Linked DNA regions of Macaca mulatta: region 1 is linked to region 2. A link is a contact called in public Hi-C data. All regions are on one chromosome and are shown on one strand. The core of a region is the stretch at or near the end of the contact, and the rest is flanking DNA. Distances in the headings are between cores, read along the strand shown.

Region 1 (4,727 bases), core at 1,748-4,247, 38 kb before region 2:
ACTGCAAGCTCCGCTTCCTGGGTTCATGCCATTCTTCTGCCTCAGCCTCTCAAGTAGCTGGGACTACAGGCGCCCGCCACCATGCCCGGCTAATTTTTTGTATTTTTAGTAGAGATGGGGTTTCACCGTGTTAGCCAGGATAGTCTCGATCTCTTGACCTCGTGATCCATCCGCCTTGGCCTCCCAAAGTGCTGGGATTACAGGCGTGAGCCACTGTGCCCAGCCTTTTTTTTTTTTTTTTTTTTTTTTTTTTTGAGGAGTCTCCCTCTGTCACCCAGGCTGGAGTGCAGTGGCACAGTATCAGCTCACTGCCAGCTCTGCCTCCCGGGTTCACACCATTCTCCTGCCTCAGCCTTCTGAGTAGCTGGAACTACAGGCGCTTGTCACCACACCCGGCTAATTTTTTGTATTTTTAGTAGAGACAGGGTTTCACCTTGTTAGCCATGATGGTCTCCATCTCTTGACCTCGTGATCCGCCCGCCTGGGCCTCCCAAAGTGCTGGAATTACAGGCGTGAGCCACCACGCCCAGCCATCAATTTCTTACCAAAGCCCCTCAGATGATGGCCATGTCTGAGCAGGTCCTGCAAGTTGAGACCCTCCCCAGCCCTGCTTTGATCAAGGTGGTCCCTGATGTGGGAAGCCAGAGGTGCTTGCTGGGAATGTATAGATATGTTTGGACTTCATGCGCCATGGACCCCAAAGGTCCTTCTCTGGCAAAGCACCCATGTTTGTGAAGTGGGCACTGCTTAGCAAGCCAGGTGGCTGGCGGGTCAGGTAGGTTTTCCCTGGCTGCTCCAGGAAGGTGAGTCGTGAGTAGTTTCCCTGTGGGCCACCAGGGGGCACCAGAGGTCGCTCAGCTCTTAGAGGACTTGATCCGTCTCTTAAGCTGTCTATGTCTTCTCCCTCTCAGGCCTAGGACTTTCTTGAAGGAAAAGAACTGTGGTGGTGGTTCTCCCATCTCCTAACTTGCTAGGGACTGCCAGTCAAAGCAGGGCCACAGTAAAGGACTGAAGGTCAGGATTCCAGGCTTAATATTCTTTATTGGTAAGCATTAGTGAACCCCTTGCCCTGGGAGCTCAGCCAGTCCTGCTCTGATTCCTAGCCATAGGTGGGACAGCATCTTTGCCTCATGGATCAACTGTCCACGTCTGGCTGTGCCTAACTTGCCACACCATGGGTCAGGGAGACAGGCAGCAGGTACTGGAAGGTGATGGCCAGGTCCTTTTCCCCAGTGACCACTCTCCATCTAGAAGCACTCTGCTTCAGCTGCACAGGCTCTTCCAGGGGGGCTCTGAGAGCCTGCTGGTTAGATGGAGGAGTTGAGCCTCTGACACCTCCAGGTTCTGCCTGCCAAGGGTTCCTCCGCAGCGGGGCTGAGCTGAGCAGGAGCAATGGGCTCTTGCTTCTGTCCTGAGATTCTTGGGTGAGGAGCAAGAGAGCCAAGGGCAGGAGGTCATACGTGGTGCCTCATAGGGGATAGAGATGCCAGAGGCTGTAGAAGATGGGGTGGGAGGGAGGGATATCCCAGAGAGAGAGAGAGAGAGAGAGAGAGAGAGAGAGAGAGAGAGGGAAAGGGTCAGTTGTTGAGTCCCTGGATCTGATTTCACCAGCTATTCTTGGCCATGCCCATAGTCCTTGGGAAACCCCTTGGTTCTAAATAGATAGTTCCTTGGTTCCTGGGTGTACCTTTGCCCCCGACTAGCTTGTGGAGGTAAGAATTATTGGCCGGGTGCGGTGGCTCATGCCTGTAATCCCAGCACTTTGGGAGGTCGAGGCGGGTGGATCACGAGGTCAGGAGATCAAGACCATCCTGGCTAACACAGTGAAACCCCATCTCTACTAAAAATACAAAAACAAAATTAGCCGGGCGTGGTGGCGGGCGCCTGTAGTCCCAGCTACTCGGGAGGCTGAGGCAGGAGAATGGCGTGAACCCGGGAGGCGGAGCTTGCAGTGAGCCAAGATCGCGCCACTACACTCCAGCCTGGGCGACAGAGCAAGACTCTGTGTCAAAAAAAAAAAGAATTATTACAGTAGCGTGTCCTCCTTCTTGCCTGTTCAGCAAGGCCCTTCAACCCTCCATCCATTTCTCCCTCAGGTCAGGACAGCAGGGTGACGGTGCCTGGAGAAGGCCCTGGCTCCCCTGAAAGCCCTCCCGGCCTGTCTCTGACCTGCACTGGAAGCGGGGGTCTCCGGGGTGGGTCTTCAGCACCTCCCACACCTCTGGGGGAGGCTCCAAGCCCATCTGCTTGGCCCGACACCAGCGCTGCAGCCGTGTGATCCCTGCCAGGGTAGGAAGAAGACTCTGGAGCCTTGTTGGGGATGGGGTAGAGTCTGAGCTGGAGAATGTGTGTGTTCAGGGGAGACAGTGCCTGAGGGTCAGAGTCACGCAAGCGCTTGGGTGACTTCAGAGACGTGTGGGTGACGGGACTGGCTGGGAGAGGCACCTCCGTGGGGCTGGGTGGGTTCTCACCGGTGCAGGGCCCGTACTGCCAGGCCAGGTCAAACTGCCTCAGCAGCTCCAGCTCCGCTTCCTCCTCGTCGCGGGGCTGGGGCTCCTCCCCTGCAATGACAGCTGCTCTTCAGTGCGAGGCTGGCCTCAGTCTCCTGCCCCTCACCTCCCAGCCTTCCTCACCACCCCTTTGCCTCTGCCACCCCGCAGCTAGACCTGGTGTCGGGAGGGGAGGACAGGCCACCTTTCCCCTTCCATCTGCCCCTCTGCCCACGTCCTCTAGGCCCCTCCGTGTCCACTCCTCCTGCCTCCCTCACACGTCAGAGACCTAGCTCGGATGCCAGCTCCCCCTTGCTGTGCCCAGCGGGCCCCTCCCTCCTCTTCACAACCGGGTAGGAATCAGTGATGAGCCGCTTCCGGCCCATGGCGGCCACCCAGGCAGGCAGAGGAAGGAGGCGACTGCGGGGAAGAGGAGAGACCGGCCAGTGGGCGCGAGAAAGACAGCTGCTGAGAGAGACAGACGGGGCCAGGCCAGCGGCAGGCAGACAAGATGACCCAGACAAACCGAGAGAGGAAGTCGCTGGGGTCCAGGGAGGGACGCCTCCCCCACCCCAACAAGGGCGCAAACAGGAAAGACTTCAGCCAATGGCAGGCCGCCTCTGTGGGGCGGGGCCCTGGCGCTAGCCAATGGTAGGCAGTGTAGGGTGAGGGGTGGGGCGGTGCCACAGCTGTGGGCTGCGGGAGGAGGGGCAGGCTGGGGCGGGGGACCTGTCAGGATGCCCCTACTTCACCACCTCCCCCGGCCCCCATTGGTCTGCTGTGGGTCCCGAGAGACTTGAAGAGAGTTATCCTCAGCCTCTCACTTCCCGTTTTCCCTTCCTAGGCAAATGTTCTTTTCAGCTTCGCTAATCCCCGTGGCCAGTTTGTAACTCCCTAGAGCCCAGCTGGAGCCTTCACTCGGTCCTTTGGCCCGCCCAGCGTTGTGGGGGCAGGTTTGGAGGTCTGAAGAGAGTTTGGTCTAATCCAGGCCCCTTCCCTGCTCCCACCCAACCCCCACCGGCCCCAGGAGACCTGGCTGGAGAAGCCCATGGGTTCTGAAACCTCCTTTCTCACAGTCTGTGCCCAAAGATGCTGCCCACTCTTAGTCCGAGTAAGTGTTTGCTGTTTTGGCTCTCCTGGGGTCCCAAGTCCTGCCTCACCCGCCCCACCAGTCAGGAAGATTCCATACTGGAAGGCAGAGCAAGGGTCTGGTTCCCCCACCACAATGGGTTTTGATCCCCAGTTCTTCATTGGCAAAATCTGCCCTCTCACAATAATGTTAATCTGAGCAGAAAATATTAACAGTAAACCTAACACTCATGTTGCACATACCATGTGCCAAGTACTGTTCTAAGCACTTTCCCACATATTAATTAAAAGAGATGTCAAAAAGTTTTTGAAAGTAGGAAGTATAGCTCAATGATTATCACTGCCGAGAGTCACAGGCATTGCAGGGCCCCAGTCGAACCACAGTCTGTCTTGGGCCCAGGAGCTCACTGTCACAAGGCAGACAGATGTACAGTTGTCAGTAAGAGGCTATAATTCCTACCAGAAGAGGAAAAGGGTGGGTCAGAGATTGGTTAGGACCACAGGGATGATTAGCATTGGAAGGCCTCCTGGAGGAGGTGGACTGCTGTAAACAATGTCTCTCAATTCTCCACCCATGACCTTTGTCCCTTGGGCTCCTGTCATCACTGACTCATCCATACTGCTGCCTCCCCCTCATCAACTTCCTGGCAGGAGGCAAAAGTACTGGCCAGTGGGAGTCTGGGAACCAGCACAGGGACCAGCCCAGCTCTAATCACCCTCCAGAGATCCCATCCGGTTCTTCCTTCCAGGGATACTGGGAGGGTGGGGCACAGACTCCTGGGCTGCCGCCTGCTCAGAAGCCTCTGCCGCCTCCTTTCCCTGCTCTGGGGTCTGGGTGCTCTGCACTGGAAGAGGGCTAAGCCACTGGTACTTGTGGGCACAAGGGAGGAAGCTGCTCTGGAGAGGAGACCACCAAAGGGGAAGTACAGGAGCAGGCCATGTCTTCAGGGTCCACGTCCTGCCTGGCTCCCCCCATCGGCGTCCTGGAGGAGGGCTGGTGGAGGAGGGAGCTTGTCAGGGCACTGCATGGAGCTGGAGGGCCCTTTCTGCTGTATTGTTTGGGCTGGGCCTATTCTAATCCCCCCATCTGCCTTGTGGACTAAGTGGGGCCCACATTCAGGGAGACAGTGTCCTTGCGGAGTTGGGGAT
Region 2 (4,874 bases), core at 2,310-4,809:
TGCACTTGGCTCATGCTAATTTATTTGTTTATTTTTCCATGCCCTTTGTCAACAGGAACGGTTTATAGATATTCACTCATTCATTTTTTGAGACGCAGCCTCACTCTGTCGCCCAGGCTGGAGTGCAGTGGTGTGATCTTGGCTCACTGCAAACTCCACCTCCTGGGTTCTAGCGATTCTCCTGCCTCAGCCTCCTGAGTAGCTGGGACTACAGGCACGTGCCACCATGCCTGGCTAATTTTTGTGTTATTAGTAGAGATGGGGTTTCACCATGTCAGCCAAGCTGGTCTTGAACTCCTGGTCTCAGGTGATCTACCTGCCCCGGCCTTCCAAAGTGCTGGGATTACAGGCATGAGCCATCGCACTTGGCCTTTTTTTTTTTTTTTTTTTTTTTTTTTTTTTTTTTGAGAAAGGGTCTGGCTCTCTTACCCAGGCGCTATCTTGGCTCACTGCAACCTCTACCTCCTGGGCTCAAGTGATCCACCCACCTCCGCCTCCCAAAGTGCTGGGATTAAAGGTATGTGCTGCTGCACCCAGCTGGTTTACACATTTTAAAATGTAACATCTATTTATTCATTTACTGAGTGCCAGACCCTGTGTGAGGTACATACAGCAACAAACAAAACAGATATGGATGCTGGGCACGGTGGCTCACGCCTATAATCCCAGCACTTTGGGAGGCTAAAGAAGGAGGACTGCCTGAGCCCAGGAGTTCAAGACCAGCCCGGGCAACAGAAGGAGACCTTGTCTCTAACAAAAATACAAAAAAAAAAAAAATTAGCTGGCTGTAGTGGCACGCGCCGGTAGCCCTGAGCTACTCGGGAGGTTGAGGTGGAAGGATCGCTTGAGCCTGGGAAGTTGAGGCTGCCGTGAACCATGATCGTGCCACTGCACTCCAGCCTGGGTGACAAAGCAAGACCCCATCTTAACAAACAAAACAAAACAGAACAAAACAAAACAAAGCCAAGGCCGGGTGCAGTGGCTCACGCCTGTAATCCCAGCACTTTGGAAGGCTGAGACGGGCAGATCAGTTAAGGTCAGGAGTTTGAGACCAGCCTGGCCAACATGGCTAAACCCCATCTCTAATAAAAATACAAAAATTAGCCAGGCGTGGTGGCACACGCCTGTATTCCCAGGTACTCGGGAGGCTGAGGCACAATAATTGCTTGAACCCCAGAGGCGGAGATTACAGTGAGCCAAGATCGCGCCACTGCACTCCAGCCTGGGTGACAGAGCGAGACTCTGTCTTCAGGAAAAAAAAAAAAAAAAACAAAACTAGATATAGTTCCTGCCCTTATGAGGCAGACACACTAGTGAGGAGGACACATGTTAAATAGGAAAACACAGGTACGAAATAATGTGATAAGTGCTGTGGCTAAAACAGGGCCTAGCTAGAGCGTACTGGGGTGCTGGTGGGGACAGAAAAGGCCTCACTGAGCCCGGAGGAAGAGAAGCACCACCACATTAGAAGGGGTAAGATGATGCCAAGTGGTGGGGACAGCTAAGGATGTGCTAAGATCCCCAGGTGGAAGAGGAAGTGGGGGGTTCAGGGAGCCCACACGGTTGGCATGGCTGTGCAGGTGATCAAGGGGAGGCAACAGGTGCAGAAATGGGTAGGGACGGCTCCTGCAGGTTCAGGGCAGAGTTTGGATTTTATGGCAACCACTTGGAGTGTGCAAACACAGGAGAGGCATGACACAATGGACATTTTAGGAGGGTCACTTTGCTGCTGTATGGAGAGTGGCCTGGTGGGGGCAGGGTGGAGGCAGGAGACCATTGAGAGCTGTTACAGTCATCCAGGTGAGAGGATGGTGACCTAGGCCCTGGAGATGGAAGAGGAGGGCAAAGCTGCCACCTGTTAAGTTACCACCTGTTTGGGAGGCAGAGTGGTCAGGACTTAACTGAAAGATTGTGTAGGGGTGAGGGCGAGCATGAGGTCAAGGATGACTCCCAGCATACTGAGCCGGATGCCCAGGGACAGGGGGCACTATTTCTATGGATCCCCTGGGAAGGGGAAGGGAAGAGTTACCTCCTCCCCCAGGACTCCACGGAAAGGGCCAGGGCTGGAGACCAGGGGAGCGGAAAGAGAGGGAGAAACAAAGTGTATGCATGTATCCAAATGTCAGCTGTACTCTCTCTATGTGTACAATTATTATGTATCAATTCAACTCATTTGAAAGTGGGTCTGGAGAGCAAGGGGTGCAGAGACAAATAAATCTTCTCCACTACCACAGGATCTGAGGGGCAAGGCACAGACAGGCCCTACGGGAACACAGGGATGCCCTGGGCCCTTCAAAGAACCACCAGAGCCTTGGTACTGTGGGGAGAATAGGGGTCAGTGAGTTTCTCTAGGACTCCCTTACATTTTACTCACCTGGACCTGGAGGCCCAGGAGAAGGGGAAGACCTTCCAGCTGATGCATCCCCACCTGGCACACAGTCTGGTTTTTTTTTTTTTGAGATGGAGTCTCGCTCTGTCGCCAGGCTGGAGTGCAGTGGCACGATCTCGGCTTACTGCAACCTCCACCTCCCGGGTTCAAGCAATTCTCCTGCCTCAGCCTCCAGAGTAGCTGGGACTACAGATGCTCGCCAACACGCCCGGCTAATTTTTGTACTTTTAGTAGAGAAGGGGTTTCACAATGTTGGCCAGAATGGTCTGGATCTCTTGACCTGGTGATCCGCCCGCCTCAGCCTCCCAAAGTGGTAGGATTATAGGCATAAGCCACCACGCCCGGCCAGTCTGAGGTCTTTTAAAAACACAGGCCCGGGCTGGGCGTGGTGGCCCATGCCTGTAATCCCAGCACTTTGGGAGGCCAAGGCGGGCAGATCACTTGAGGTCAGGAGTTCAAGACCAGCCTGGCCAACATGGCGAAACCCGTCTCTACTAAAAGTACACAAATTAGCTAGGCCTTGTGGCAGGCGCCTGTAATCCCAGCTACTTGGGAGGCTGAGGCAAGAGAATCGCTTGAACCTGGGAGGCGTGATCGTGCCACTGTACTCCAGCCTGGGCGACAGAACGAGACTCTATCTCAAAACAAACAAAAAAACCCCCCACACAAAAAAAGACCAAAAAAAAAAAAAAAAACCCAAAAAAAACCAGGCCGGATGCAGCGGCTCACGCCACTTTGAGAGGCCAAGGCGGAAAGATATCTTGAACCCTAGAGTTGAGACGGGCCTGAGCAACATGGCAAGACTCCGTCTCTACAAAAAAAAAAAAAAAAAGCCGGGCGTGGTGGGTGTGCCTGTGGTCCCAGATACTCAGGAGACTGAGGTGGGAGGATACCTTGAGCCCAGGAGTTCCAGGCGACAGTGAGCCGTGTTCGCGCCACTGCACTCCAGCCTGGGTGACAGAGCAAGAATATGTCTCGGGGAAAAAAAAAAAAAAAAAAAAAGGCACATAACCACGATCTACCCTCGTAAAACATTTCTAGAGCGTCCCAGCGGTGCCCCTCATCATCTGGCGGCCCCTAAGCCTCTCTGAGACTCACAGACCTACTCCCCTCTCCAGGGGGCGGAGCCCACACCGCTGAGCATTTACTCTTGTTCCTCCCTCTGCCAGGAGCACCGTTCTACCCCTTTCTGCCTGGAGAAGCTGCCGTTTTTCCTTCAAGGATCCTCGAAGCCAGAAGGAGCAGCCACCTCCCACTCCCAGCTGCTGCAAGCAAGCTGCTTTGACCTCTTTCTAGAGTTGGGGATTGCTGCTGGAGTTCGAGTCTCCGGCCCAGAGTGGGTGCGATGGTCTTGCTTGCACCGTGTATCCTCCGACAGACGCCCGGGAACTCTACTCAGTGGGTGACCCCAGAGAGCTCGCACCCACATTCGGACTCCGAGTCTAGCGCTCGGTCCACTGCACAGGAACCTCGCGCCCCAGAGCTGCGTCCTCTCTGCCCTTCGCGATCCGATGCGCGGCCCGCGGGACGCCCCGATCTCCAAGGGCGCTGAAGGCCGAGGCGTGCCTGGAGAGCCAGGAGCAGCTGACGGGCGCCGCGGGCCTCCCGGGTCACGTGACACCCGGGGCAACGTGCGCCGTCACGTGACGGCGGAGCCTGTGAACGTTTTTCTCACGTGACGGAGGCGCCTGCGTGTGGACCAATGGGGAGGCGGGGGAGGGGCTGGCAGGGGCGGTGCGCGGGAAGGACCCCGGGCTCTGAGGTCGCGGAGTGTGGGGTAGTGCTGGCCGCTGGCTGGGCGCTGGGGCAGCATGAAGTGCCTGGTCACGGGCGGCAACGTGAAGGGTGAGTGCGGGTCGGCCTGGCAGCGGCGGTGCAGGAGCCGCGGAGCCGCCAGCCTAACCCCCTTCCGCTCTCCTCCCCGCAGTGCTCGGCAAGGCCGTCCACTCCCTGTCCCGCATCGGGGACGAGCTCTACCTGGAACCCTTGGAGGACGGGGTGAGGGGCTGGGGTGTGGGGGGGCGGGTGGGACTCCAGCCGGGAGCGGGTAACCCGGACTCGAGTCTCGCCCCCACTAGGCGGGATGACCGCTGGCAGATTTGTCGGCAGAGTTTCAGTTTCTCAGCCTAGCGCCTGTCATCTTCCCAGGCCGGTGTGTGAATTGCAAGCTGGCCTCCTGTGAGCTCCCAGGGGGTAACGTGCCCTTAGAGAAACTCGGGGTAGGCCTGGGTGTGCGACCGCTCCTCTGCGGCAGCAGCCCCGAGGCCGACTCTGAAGGCTTCATGTGGAAGGAGGGTTTCAGCAGGTGGTGGCAGAGCGGGAGGACGATAGAGCAAGTGTGTGAGCAGAAGCAGCCGGAGGGCTGGGTCTGTGGCTGCCCCCTGACCACGTCCCTCTCCCTGCTCTTCGTGGCCCAGCTCTCCCTCCGGACGGTGAACTCCTCCCGCTCTGCCTATGCCTGCTTTCTCTTTGCTCCGCTCTTCTT

What was found. A called contact is a pair of places that touch in the nucleus more often than the background predicts.
Region 1: a Hi-C map of fetal cortical plate shows a contact between it and region 2, with 2.0 times the contacts expected there. The contact joins the promoter of POLD4 here to the promoter of RAD9A in region 2. A contact is called at or near these places in 7 of 14 Hi-C or Micro-C datasets (CD4 T cells, blood, cortical neurons and 4 more).

Annotation. Positions count from the first base shown.
Region 1 is chr14:7,030,287-7,035,013 of T2T-MMU8v2.0, reverse strand. It overlaps POLD4 (DNA polymerase delta 4, accessory subunit), which reads right to left and starts at 2,997. Exons shown (of 4, transcript NM_001266109.1): 1 at 2,779-2,997; 2 at 2,472-2,561; 3 at 2,170-2,281; 4 at 1,028-1,493. The coding sequence starts at 2,875. The coding sequence ends at 1,469.
Region 2 is chr14:6,992,802-6,997,675 of T2T-MMU8v2.0, reverse strand. RAD9A (RAD9 checkpoint clamp component A) reads left to right here and starts at 3,559. Exons shown (of 10, transcript XR_013403509.1): 1 at 3,559-4,234; 2 at 4,807-4,874.